Regions from separate parts of the Sus scrofa genome. Here all the other regions are linked to region 1. A link is a contact called in public promoter capture Hi-C data. All regions are on one chromosome and are shown on one strand. The core of a region is the stretch at or near the end of the contact, and the rest is flanking DNA. Distances in the headings are between cores, read along the strand shown. Region 1 holds the start of ORAOV1 (oral cancer-overexpressed protein 1). Region 2 holds the start of IGHMBP2 (DNA-binding protein SMUBP-2). Region 3 holds the start of LOC110259229 (mas-related G-protein coupled receptor member F).

Region 1 (3,439 bases), core at 338-2,837:
TCTTGTCTTTTTTTTTTTTTTTTTTTTGATAATAAGACTTCTTGCTTAATTTTATTGTATTAGGCCTCCTTGATGTGTTCAATGGCAGGTGATAAAAGCCATCCTGGAAGTTCCCATCGTGGCTCAGCAGAAAACGAATCTGACTAGTATCCATGAGGATGCAGGTTCGATCCCTGGCCTCACTTAAGGATCTGGCATTGACGTGAGCTGTGGTGTAGGTCGCAGACGTGGCTCAGATCTGGTGTTGCTGTGGCTTGTGGCGAAGGCTGGCAGCTACAGCTCTGATTTGACCCTTAGCCTGGGAACCTCCATATGCCGTGGGAACAGCCCTAAAAAGAGAAAAAGAAAATAAAAAGAAGGCCATCCTGTTTTACTTCTGATTTTAATCAGAATGCATTTGGTATTTCCTATCTATGCTCCACTGTCATTGATAGTTTGAAGTACCTTTTAAAAACCGTGTTCAGGGGAGTTCCCGTCGTGGCTCAGTGGTTAGAATCCGACTAGGAACCATGAGGTTGCAGGTTCGATCCCTGGCCTTGCTCAGTGGGTTAGGGATCCGGCCTTGCCGTGAGCTGTGGTGTAGGTTGCAGACGCCGCTGGGATCCCCGAGTTGCTGTGGCTGTAGCGTAGGCTGGTGGCTACAGCTCCGAATGGACCCCTAGCCTGGGAACCTTCATATGCCACGGAAGCGGCCCAAGAAATGGCAAAAAGACAAAAAAATAAAATAAAATAAAAACCGCGTTCAGAAAGTATCTTGTCATGGAAAGGATGAGAAGGGGGTATGCTTGCTGCTTGAGCAAGCGCACCGGTCGCTCAAACCCTTCCGTTGAGTCTGTTCTGACTCTTCATGAATTATGAATCATTATGCTTTTGCTTTAACAACAACTAATCTCAAGAATCAAGACACAAACTTTTATTTTTTCAAAAGACTCTATAAAGTTTCAAGAACGGATGCCAATATTTACTAATGCCCTTCCCAGCGAGGCCACCAGGCTGTTTCCCTGCCAACAGCGGCTGTTTCAGATCTCCGGGGGTCGAGTCAGCCCTGCGCTTCTTGGACGAAGGTCCCGCAGTCCCTGGATTACTGCGGACGTGGATTTGGTGGCATTTTAGGCGGGAGTCTGACGGCGTCCCGGAAGGTGGCCCCGGGCTGTGGGTCGGGGTCGGCGAGCGCGGGGGCACCGGGCCCCCGTCCCTGGGTGCTGCCTGCATCCCGGGAACTGCCCTTCCTGGAACTTCTCCCCCACAAACCCAAGGGCACAGCATCCTTGTTGGAACCTGGGGAGGCGCTGGTTCTTTGATAACTTTTCCCGTTTCTTCCCTGGTTCATTCCGAGCCGTTTTTGGCAGTTTGGTTGCATCTACTTGGTTTTGTTACAATGAGATCACGAGTCTTGTCCCCGCGGGCAGGTAGCTGCTCCGGGCGGGGACAGAGCAGCCCCCAGCGAGAGCTGGGAGCAGTGCCAAGGGGCCCGGGGCGGGGCCGCACCCCGACTCAGCTCCGCCCTGCGCCGCCGCCGCCGCGCACGCGCTCTGGCCCCGCGCCGGCGCGTGTTGAGCCCTCCCGCGCGCCGTCCTTACCCGGCCTGCCCCGCGCGGCGTTCCCGGAAGTGGGCTTCGCTCTGCCAGCAGCCGGGCCTCGAGTCCGAGCTTCCCGGGTCTGCGCCGTAGCGCAGGGCGGCGGGGCCGACGGGCAGGGCGGGCCGGCTGCCGCCATGGCCGGGACTCAGGACATGTTCGACGCCATCGTGATGGCAGATGAGAGGTGAGTGGCGGGGCTGGCTGGGATTCCCGCGCTTGGCGGGCCGCTCGCGGCCGCTCGGGCCTTGGGGGAGCGCAAAGTGGTCCTGAAGGCGGCTGGAGCGGGAGCCCGAGGTGCCCTTGATTTTCCTTTACGCATCGGCTTTTCGGGGGAGCGCCCAGCTGCTCCTCCAGACCCGCCTCCCCCGGCCCGGGGCTGCCCCACGCATCTGCTCGGCCTAATGAGTGCCTCCCTCCAGGGACGCCGGGGCCGCGGGTGGGACGGGCTTTGCCATCTGGGCGCTGCCCCTTTTCGCTTGTTGCTCAGGGGTCGGACATACGGCAGCATTCACAGACAAGCTGATAAATGTGTCAGGCGTCGTCCTTTCCCCCTTGGGCCGTGCCGGGGGGAGCCGGGGGTTGCTTTGTGCAGTCTTCCAGCGCCCGGCCCGCCAGAGACATCCGTAGATGTCAGTTGGGAGAGAGAGGGAACATCAGACAGTCGTCCGCTGACGTTTCCCTGGAGCTTGCTGTGAATGGGACAGGGAGCAGAGTATTGAACCCCTTTATCTATTTTAATTCTGCTTGTAAAGTAGATCTTATCCGTCATCCTGTCTTTCAGGGCAGGAGGCAAGGTCAACTCCCAGAGCCACACAACGGCAAGGGAGAGCTGTACACGCTCCTCCCTGGGGACTCCAACAAGCTCCTTTCCCTGGGGTGGCTGCATGTTCTGCTGGTGTCCGTTCCCCTGCTGAGCCCTCAAAGCCACAGCCTTTATTATACCACAGGCCCCACAGTCATGGTACGTCTCGTGGTGATCCGATGGCGTTTCTCCCAGCCAGTCTCCAGAGATGCGGCAGAAGGCCCTGTGATAGGTGGCAGAGTGCTTTGAAGCCCTTGACCCAGCACTCTAGCTCACCCACTCACAGAACTGGAGGCTGGCGACCTGGCTGCTGGCTCATCAGCTGAGAAATGTCAAAAAGTAGATTTCCTGGGCCTGACTCCAGACTTGCCCTGACTGGGGAGGCTCCTGGATTTGTATCTTTGGAATTTTCCTGTGTGTCTCTGGTGTTATGCCAGATTTGGGGCTCTCTGGCTTAGCCCCCCTTATAGAAGAGGTGAACTGGGCTTCGGGAGGTTCAGCGATTTGCCAGAGGAAAGACGGAGGGAGGGAGGGAGCAGGGCTTGGAACCTGAGTGAATTCTCTTCTCTTTCTGCTGTTCTGAGTCGGGTCTTGCTGGGTCTTGGGTTGTGGTGGAAGAGAAACGTTTTTCTGGGAAAAGTGCTCTTTTGATTATTTGCTCACACTTTTGCTCCTTCTCTGGGGCAGGTTTCACGGGGAAGGCTATCAGGAAGGCTACGAAGAAGGGAGTGGCTTGGGTCTAATCGAAGGAAGACAGCATGGCACGTTCCACGGAGCGAAAATCGGATCAGAGGTGAGTGTGGACGCCCCCCACTTAGAAAGGAATCCTTTTCTTTTTGTTTCCAGTTTACCTTGATGAGCAGTGTGACTGAGCCACAAGTTTAGGCCTCTTAAGATGGCAGCAGACTAGATGGAGTTTCGATGGAGAAATAGTCTCAGGACGGAACCCGCACAGCACGTCGCTGTGTGGAGATGATGAAGCCGCGTGGGCTGGAGAATGAGAAGACCAGTCCCCCGCCTCCCCAGGTGACATCGAGTGTCTCGGTGCCGCCCTGTG
Region 2 (3,439 bases), core at 476-2,975, 590 kb after region 1:
CCTCCTCTGTCTCCCACCATCACCGCCACAGCCCTGGTGCAAGCCTACCTCGCTGACCATCTGGACTAAACTGAGCCTAACTGTCTTACCTCTCAGTTCTCCCCAGCCGGTCACCAGTGGGTACCATCCAAGGGAGCCTCCGAAAATGCAAATCTCTTTACCTCCCTGACCTGCTTAAGGGCCCGGAGGCCCATCCTCCGCACAAGAACAGAACAGGAGCTTCTCCGCAAGACGCTTCGCCATCTGAGCCCGTCCATCTTCCCGCGGCACTTACTCTGCACTCGTGACTGTCCTGAGCACTTGACTTTCAGGGCCCGGAACTCCCACCTCACTCTTCTGCTCTGCTGTGAGGACCACCTCATTTTGTGCATGAGACACCGAAAGCTGCAAAGTCACTCAGCCCAAACCGATGGAGCCGAGATCCTTCTGAGGCCGACAGGACTGCAAACACTCCTCACCCTCAAGACCAAAAAGCTCTAAAAGGAACCCTGTCCACTCGTGCGGTGCAAGGGTTGAGTTCGAAATCTGGAATCAGCCTGCCTGAACCTCAAATCCTGTCTCTTCCTGTGTTCCCCTGGGCAAATGACTCAACCCCTCTGTCTCAGTCTCCTTCGACAAAAAACGGGAATCACGGGAATCTACCGCGCGGAGTTGACATGAGGTTTCAAGTCCGTCCGGTGCTTTCACAGCCCTCGGTAAAGTTCCAGTCCTACAGAAACAAGCCCAGCTCTCTCACAGCTCCCTCCCTGGCCTGCAGGGCTGCCGGCTCTCCCCACATCTCTTGCAGGAATCTCCTCCCCTGCTTCCACTGTAACCCCTATTTTTCTGCAGGCCATGCTCAGAGACCACCTCCTCCAGGAAGCCGACCCCGAACTAAAGCTCCCCAGGGGCAGCTGTTCTTCCTCCCGCTCTCGATGCGCCCGTCCCCTGCACGCACAGCGCCAGCATGCGTCACGCTGGAAGGGAACTGTTTACGCTCCCATCTGCGCCTTCCGCTCATCCCCCGGCTCCAGGTGACCATACCAACGTCTCCATCTCGCTCTGGGCCTGGCACAGAACAGGCGCCAGCGTTTACAGAGAAGACAATTAAGGACGAGGGCTGAGAACACGCTGGGGAAGAAAGTGGGGAGAGAGGCCGGGCCTCCGAGGCAAAGTTCAGTGAGGGTGTCAGGTGGAGAACAAACGCTTCCTAAGGGTCCCCCAGACGGAACGGGCTGCCCCGGGAGGTGAAGAGGCCTCCACCCCGGAGGCGGCCGAGCCCCTTCGCAGCCGCGGTCGGGGTTCCAGGGATCCAGAGAGCAAATCCCGGCCAGGCCGAGCCTCCGGAGGCTCAGCCCGGGGTCGGAGCGAGGCGGGGATGGGGGAACCTACGGACCGACTCCGAGAAGCCCAGGCCGCGGCTGTACCTGCGCTCCTCGACCTCCGCGCTCCTCTCGAGCTCCAGCAGGTCCAACTGCTTGATCACGAAGCTCTCCACCGCCGCCGAGGCCATGGCGCCGCCCGGCCCGGGCCGAAGCCGACGAGGTACAGCTGTTGCGCGGGGCGGTGCTTCCGGTCGGGCCCGGTGCGTCGACGCACCAGGTTCGAGCCGCTTCCGCTTCCGCTCTCGGCCGAGGCTGCAGAAAGATGGCGGCGGCCGTGGCGGCCTCCGTCCTGCAGGGCACCTTCGGACGGCTGGTGTCTGCTTACAGCCGCAGCGTTCTGAGGACATCCAGGCCCGGGACAGGTGAGACTAGGGTTACAGGATGGCGGGAGGTGGCGGGAAGAGGCGGGACGAGCCCGGCGCCCCGCCGTCCCTCCTCACGTGTGTCTGTGTCCGACCCGATGCTTCTGTGTTGATTGCTTTTTTTGATGCAGTGACCATAGGCGGGCTTTGGAGTCGGGGACATCTGGGTTCAGATCCTGGTTCCTTTAGTTAGTAGCTTAAATACTGACGATAACTGTCCCATTTCCATACAGGCTCTGTTTTGTTGAGGGGAGCAAATTGAGCTCAGAGTGGTCAGGTAACTTACCCAGGGTCACACAGCAAGGGGGTGGCAGGCCGGAACCAGAAAGCTCGGTCCGGGTCCGAAGCCTGTGCTGTAACCATTACCCCCAGGCTGTGAACCACTCTGAACCTCTGTCCTCATCTGGAAAAAGGCGATACAAGCTCTTGCCTAATGGTAACCAATTCAGCACAAGCAACAGCTGAGTTTTAGGCGGTGGGTTGTCATGAAGCTCAAAAAGATAATGTTCATGAGAAACGCTATAGACCTCTGCCGCAGCCACTGCGGAAATGGTTGGAGTGTCTATTTATGTAAGGGAGTGATTAGGTATATTTTTTATCGGATCTATGTGTCTATTTGATAAATAATTGTTCCCATTTTTAGATGTGATAGGATGTTGTTGTTATGTCTTTGTCTTGTTTTATTTTGTTCTTTTTAGGGCCGTACCTGCGGCACATGGAGGTTCCCAGGCTAGGGGTTGAATCCGAGCTGCAGCTGCCGGCCTACACCACAGCCACAGCAACCTCTGATCCAAGCAGTATCTGCGACCTACACCGCAGCTCATGGCAACACCGGATCCTTAACCCTCTGAGTGAGGCCAGGGGTGGAACCGCAACCTCATGGTTCCTAGTCGGATTCGTTTCCACTGAGTCACGATGGGAACTCCAAGATTCAATTTTAAATAGGATGATTGGGGAAGTCCTCTCTACTGAGATGGTGTTTGAATGGAGACCCAAAAGAAATAGGGAATTAGTCTGGGGGATACCCAGGGTGGGGGCGTCCAGGGGAAGAGCAGTCAAGGCAGAGCCCCTTGTGCCTCGCATGTTCCGGGAGGAGCCAGAGCGGCAGGTGTGGTGTGAACCAGAGGGGCTGAGAGAGACAGAGGGGATCGCACTGCCCCCGCCCCACAGTCACCGCAAGGACTTTGGCTTTTTCTCTGAATGAAACAGGACGCTCTTGGAGAGTTTCGCTGAATAGTGGCACGATCTGGCCTCAGCCGTAACAGGATTGCTCTAGCTCCTGTGTGGAGAAGGGTGTTAGTCACGGTCCAGGTGAGAGGTGGTGGTGGCTTGGATCTGTTGAGGAGAGGCAAGCATTTGCTGATGGGTTGGCTGAAGGGTGTGAGAGAGAAGGGCCATAAGTGCCTGAGATTTGGGGCCTGAGCAACCAGAAGGATGCGTGGCCATTATGTGAGGTGGGGAGCGTGTGGGCATGGGGGTGGGATCAGGAGCCTTTGTTACGTTTTGTGGCACCAACTGGACGTGGCACTTGTCCCTCCAAGTCCGGGCAGCAGGTATGACTTGAGAGTCACCAGCATATCGGCGGTAATTGACTAGATGCAGTCACCAGAGGAATGGCCATGAGAAGAGGTGAGGTCCGAGGCCTAAACCGCAGGCAGACACGCCAGGTTAGGGCAGGAGGAGAAAGCAGCCCCAGGGGCCAGGAGTTGGGAA
Region 3 (3,439 bases), core at 264-2,763, 520 kb after region 1:
CCTGCTCACTCTCAGGGAGCACAGTACCCAGCCCCCAGCAGGTGCTCTGCAGTGTGAACAGGCCTCCCTGGGAGGCTCCGACCCACCATCCAGGGAGCTGCCGGGCAGCAAGGGACCACAGGAGGGCCCAGCAGAGGAGGGTCCTGGCCCGCACCTTTTTTTTTTTTTTTTTCTTTTTATGGCTGAACCTGTGGCATATGGACGTTCCCAGCCAGGGGTCAAATCAGAGCTGCAGCTGCCAGCCTACACCACAGCCACAGTGACACCAAATCCAAGCCATGTCTGTGATATACACCAGAGCTCACGGCAATGCCAGATCCTTAACCCACTGAGCGGGGCCAGGGATCAAACCTGCATCCTCATGGAGCCTAGTTGGGTGCTTAACCCTCTGAGGCACAACGGGAACTCCCTGGCCTGCACCTTTGTCAGGGGCATGGGACAGGATGGGAAACCACAGATTCCGCTTATGAGGCTCAAGGCAGTGGACCACTGAAAATAAATGTCCCTACTTTCTACTGGGAGGGGAGCAGGAGGGCACCTGATGGCTGGGTGGTGGCTGCTCAGAAGAACATAAGGACAGGAGTTCCCGTCATGGCTCCGTGGAAACAAATATGACTAGGATCCGTGAGGACGCAGGTTTGATCCCTGGCCTCACTCCGTGGGTTAAGGATCCAGCATTGCTATGAGCTATGGTGTAGGTCGCAGATGCAGCTTGGATCCTGCGTGGCTGTGGCTGTGGCTGTGCTGTAAGTCGGCAGCTACAGCTCCGATTGGACCTCTAGCCTGGGAACTTCCATATGCGGCGGGTGCAGCCCTAAAAAGACAAGAAAAAAAAAAAAAAAAAAAAAGAACATAAGGATGGAACAGGAGGGTCGGAAGTGCCAGGATGGTGTCTCGGTCTCCACGGGGCCGGCCACCTCCAAGTCGCCCTAAGCCTCGCTGAGGGAGGGAGGGAATGAATGACAACGATTCTAGGGTCACCAAGAACCTTCCCCCCCGGGGACCAGATCCTTACTCACTGCAGCTCCGCAAGTCATTATTTGCCCACCTGACAGATGAGGGATCCAGGCGGAGTCAGCCACGGTGAGAGGCAGCCCCAGTGTGGCCAGTGGGGCTCTCTCCCCGTCCCCGCAGGACCCAGCCTCCAGGCGGGAGGACCCTGGGTGGCCATGGGACACAGCAAACCCAGGCAAAGGATGGCTCTCCCGTTTACAAGCACCTCAAGTTAGTTTTGAAAGAAACCGATTTCCATACCAAATAAGGCGGTGGACTTCAGAGTCCGCTGCCCACTTCACACAATTCCTTTTAAGAGTCCAAACGCAATTACACTTGGAACTTGCCCGGATTGGCCTCCCCCTCTCCCCCCTGGCCTCCCCACGTAAACAAGCAGCCCAGCTGGGCCCCAGCTGGCCGGCCTGGAAGAAGGGGAGGGAGGGTCACACCGCTGCCTGCAGCCAGCCTCTCTCAGCCTTGGGCGTGGCCGTGAGCTTCAGCATCCTCCAGCTCCCCTCCCCTCCCTAAAAACGAAGGCCCCAGGAGCCCAGCTGCACCCTGCAGCGGAACAACCCCACCCGCATTGGATGTGGGGACATGGGGCTCCTCCAGGTGCAGGAGGCCAGCAGGAGGCCTGCAGCTCCAGGGCAGGTGCAGAGGCAGCTGATTTCTGGGTCCTGAAGATGCTCACCGAGGAACCCCCTCCAATCCGGGTACCATGCGTTCCGCAGGGAAAGCGCTGCTCAGAATTCCCTTGGGCTCCCCGGGCCATGAGAAAGTTGGTCCAGGGCAGGGAGGGCTTCCCTGCTCCCCCACCCAGGGGAAAGCCTCTCCCCACCATCCCCTGGCCCCTGCACCCCCCGCCCCAGGCTTTGGCTCCGTGCCCCAGGTCCCTGCAGGGGTGGGGGAGGCTGACTCATCCTCTTGCTGAGCGCACGCACCAGGCACCATGGCCCGCCAATTCCCCAGCGCTGTGATTTTCCACTTGCGCCATCTGATTGCTATTAGGGTTGGGGAAAGGGAATTCCTGGCTCCAGAAGCCCGCAGGGGGCCTGGGGTAGAAGGGGTACTGGGGTGCCGCCTGGGTGGCATGTCCATCCAGTTGTCCCCCCCCCCGCCTCTCCACCCCAGCCCTGGGGCCCTCAGCCTGTGGCCTCCCGGCTTCTCCTTACCAGAGCCCCTCAGTACATTTAAACAACCAGGTGGGGACACGCCCCTCCCAGGCCTGTGCCCCCGCCCCAAAAGAATGCCCAGCAGGGGCCGATGGAAGGCACTGGGCAGGTGGACAGCCTGGCGCCCTCTCCAGGCAGCCCTGCGGACCTGCAAATTCATAGCTGGACTCGGGCCACAGTGCTCGGGCCAGGGTGACATCACCAGGCAGAGAGCTGAGTTCCCAGTGGGGCTCTGGGGGGGCTCCCGAGTGGGGCATTCCTTCCCAAAGCCTCACCCCGGCTCAGCCCCTCCTCCTCCTCCCCCTCCCCGCCTCCTCCCCTGCCGGGCCTGGAATTGGGTTTGGGGCGGGTTACACTTCCAAAGCCACCTCCCCCGCAGGCAGGCAGATCTCTTCTCTGCTCTGAGTTCGTGTTTCCCGAGGCTCCGAGCCCTGGTGGTCAGCGACCAGAGGTGGGCATCAGGGGGAAATCCGCCCACGAAGCAGAGGCCCCCGAGGACCAGGCCAGCAGTTGCAGGTAGAGCACCATAGCGCCCAGGGCCCCCCGGGGGGGAAGGGGGGGTGGCAGGCCAGGACCCAGGGCTGCACGGTCAAGGCCAGGGCGGGGAAGGAGAAAGACGTGAGCACCTTGAGTCTGGCGGTCCCCAGAAATGACATGGCCCCAAGCAGGAGCCCTGAGACCCCAGAGCAGTGGTGTCACCACCAGAGAAGGACCTCCCGTATGCAGCACTTCCAGGGCCCCAGGAGTCCCAGGGACACGGGGCAGCTTTGCGAGTCCCCCTCCGGTGTGTCGGGCCCCCAAGCTGTCCTCAGCTTCCAACTCCTGCTCCGGCCCCTGTGGGTGGGCGCTCCCCCCCTCTCCCTCCCCACCCTCGCCAGCGTGCTTTCTGGAAGGGCAGGAAGGGAACACCCAGCAGACAGTGTCCCAGGCGTGATGGCTCCCACTGCTGTCATCCACACGGACCACACTGCCCTCTTTCCACGGAGCTTGAGCCCGGGGAAGCTGTGGGACCAGCCCTGGGGTGGACACCGAGGGATCAGCCACTGGAGGTTGACAGCTGCATCCCACCTTCCCCCGGGGTGGGCAGTGCCTGATGGGGTGCTGGTGTTGGATGAAGACAATTCATGAGACCTTCTGGAAGGTCTGCTCTATGTCTGGGGGAAGTGACAGCCGCAAGCCCACCTTAGAGACAGCGCTCTCGGGCACATCACAGGTGGACAAGGAGAGGGGGACAGAGGCCAGGGTGGGTTTGGAGCTGGGCGTGGTGGGTGGGG

The links. Promoter capture Hi-C pulls out the DNA fragments that hold promoters and counts their contacts.
Region 2: a contact with region 1 is called in a promoter capture Hi-C map of liver, with 6 times the contacts expected there. The contact joins the promoter of IGHMBP2 here to the promoter of ORAOV1 in region 1. A contact is called at or near these places in 3 of 5 promoter capture datasets (fetal skeletal muscle and liver) and 2 of 2 datasets of contacts at active chromatin or transcription factors (alveolar macrophages and skeletal muscle).
Region 3: a promoter capture Hi-C map of fetal skeletal muscle shows a contact between it and region 1, with 4 times the contacts expected there. The contact joins the promoter of LOC110259229 here to the promoter of ORAOV1 in region 1. A contact is called at or near these places in 1 of 5 promoter capture datasets (fetal skeletal muscle) and 1 of 2 datasets of contacts at active chromatin or transcription factors (skeletal muscle).

What each region holds. Positions count from the first base shown.
Region 1 is chr2:3,606,018-3,609,456 of Sscrofa11.1, forward strand. ORAOV1 (oral cancer-overexpressed protein 1) reads left to right here and starts at 1,588. Exons shown (of 5, transcript XM_021082685.1): 1 at 1,588-1,764; 2 at 3,070-3,175. The coding sequence starts at 1,715.
Region 2 is chr2:4,192,974-4,196,412 of Sscrofa11.1, forward strand. It overlaps IGHMBP2 (DNA-binding protein SMUBP-2), which reads right to left and starts at 1,726. Exons shown (of 19, transcript XM_021082692.1): 1 at 1,407-1,726. The coding sequence starts at 1,711.
Region 3 is chr2:4,122,273-4,125,711 of Sscrofa11.1, forward strand. LOC110259229 (mas-related G-protein coupled receptor member F) reads left to right here and starts at 1,514. Exons shown (of 4, transcript XM_021082691.1): 1 at 1,514-1,706; 2 at 2,545-2,681. LOC110259230 (a long non-coding RNA gene) reads right to left here and starts at 1,247. Exons shown (of 3, transcript XR_002341415.1): 1 at 1,049-1,247.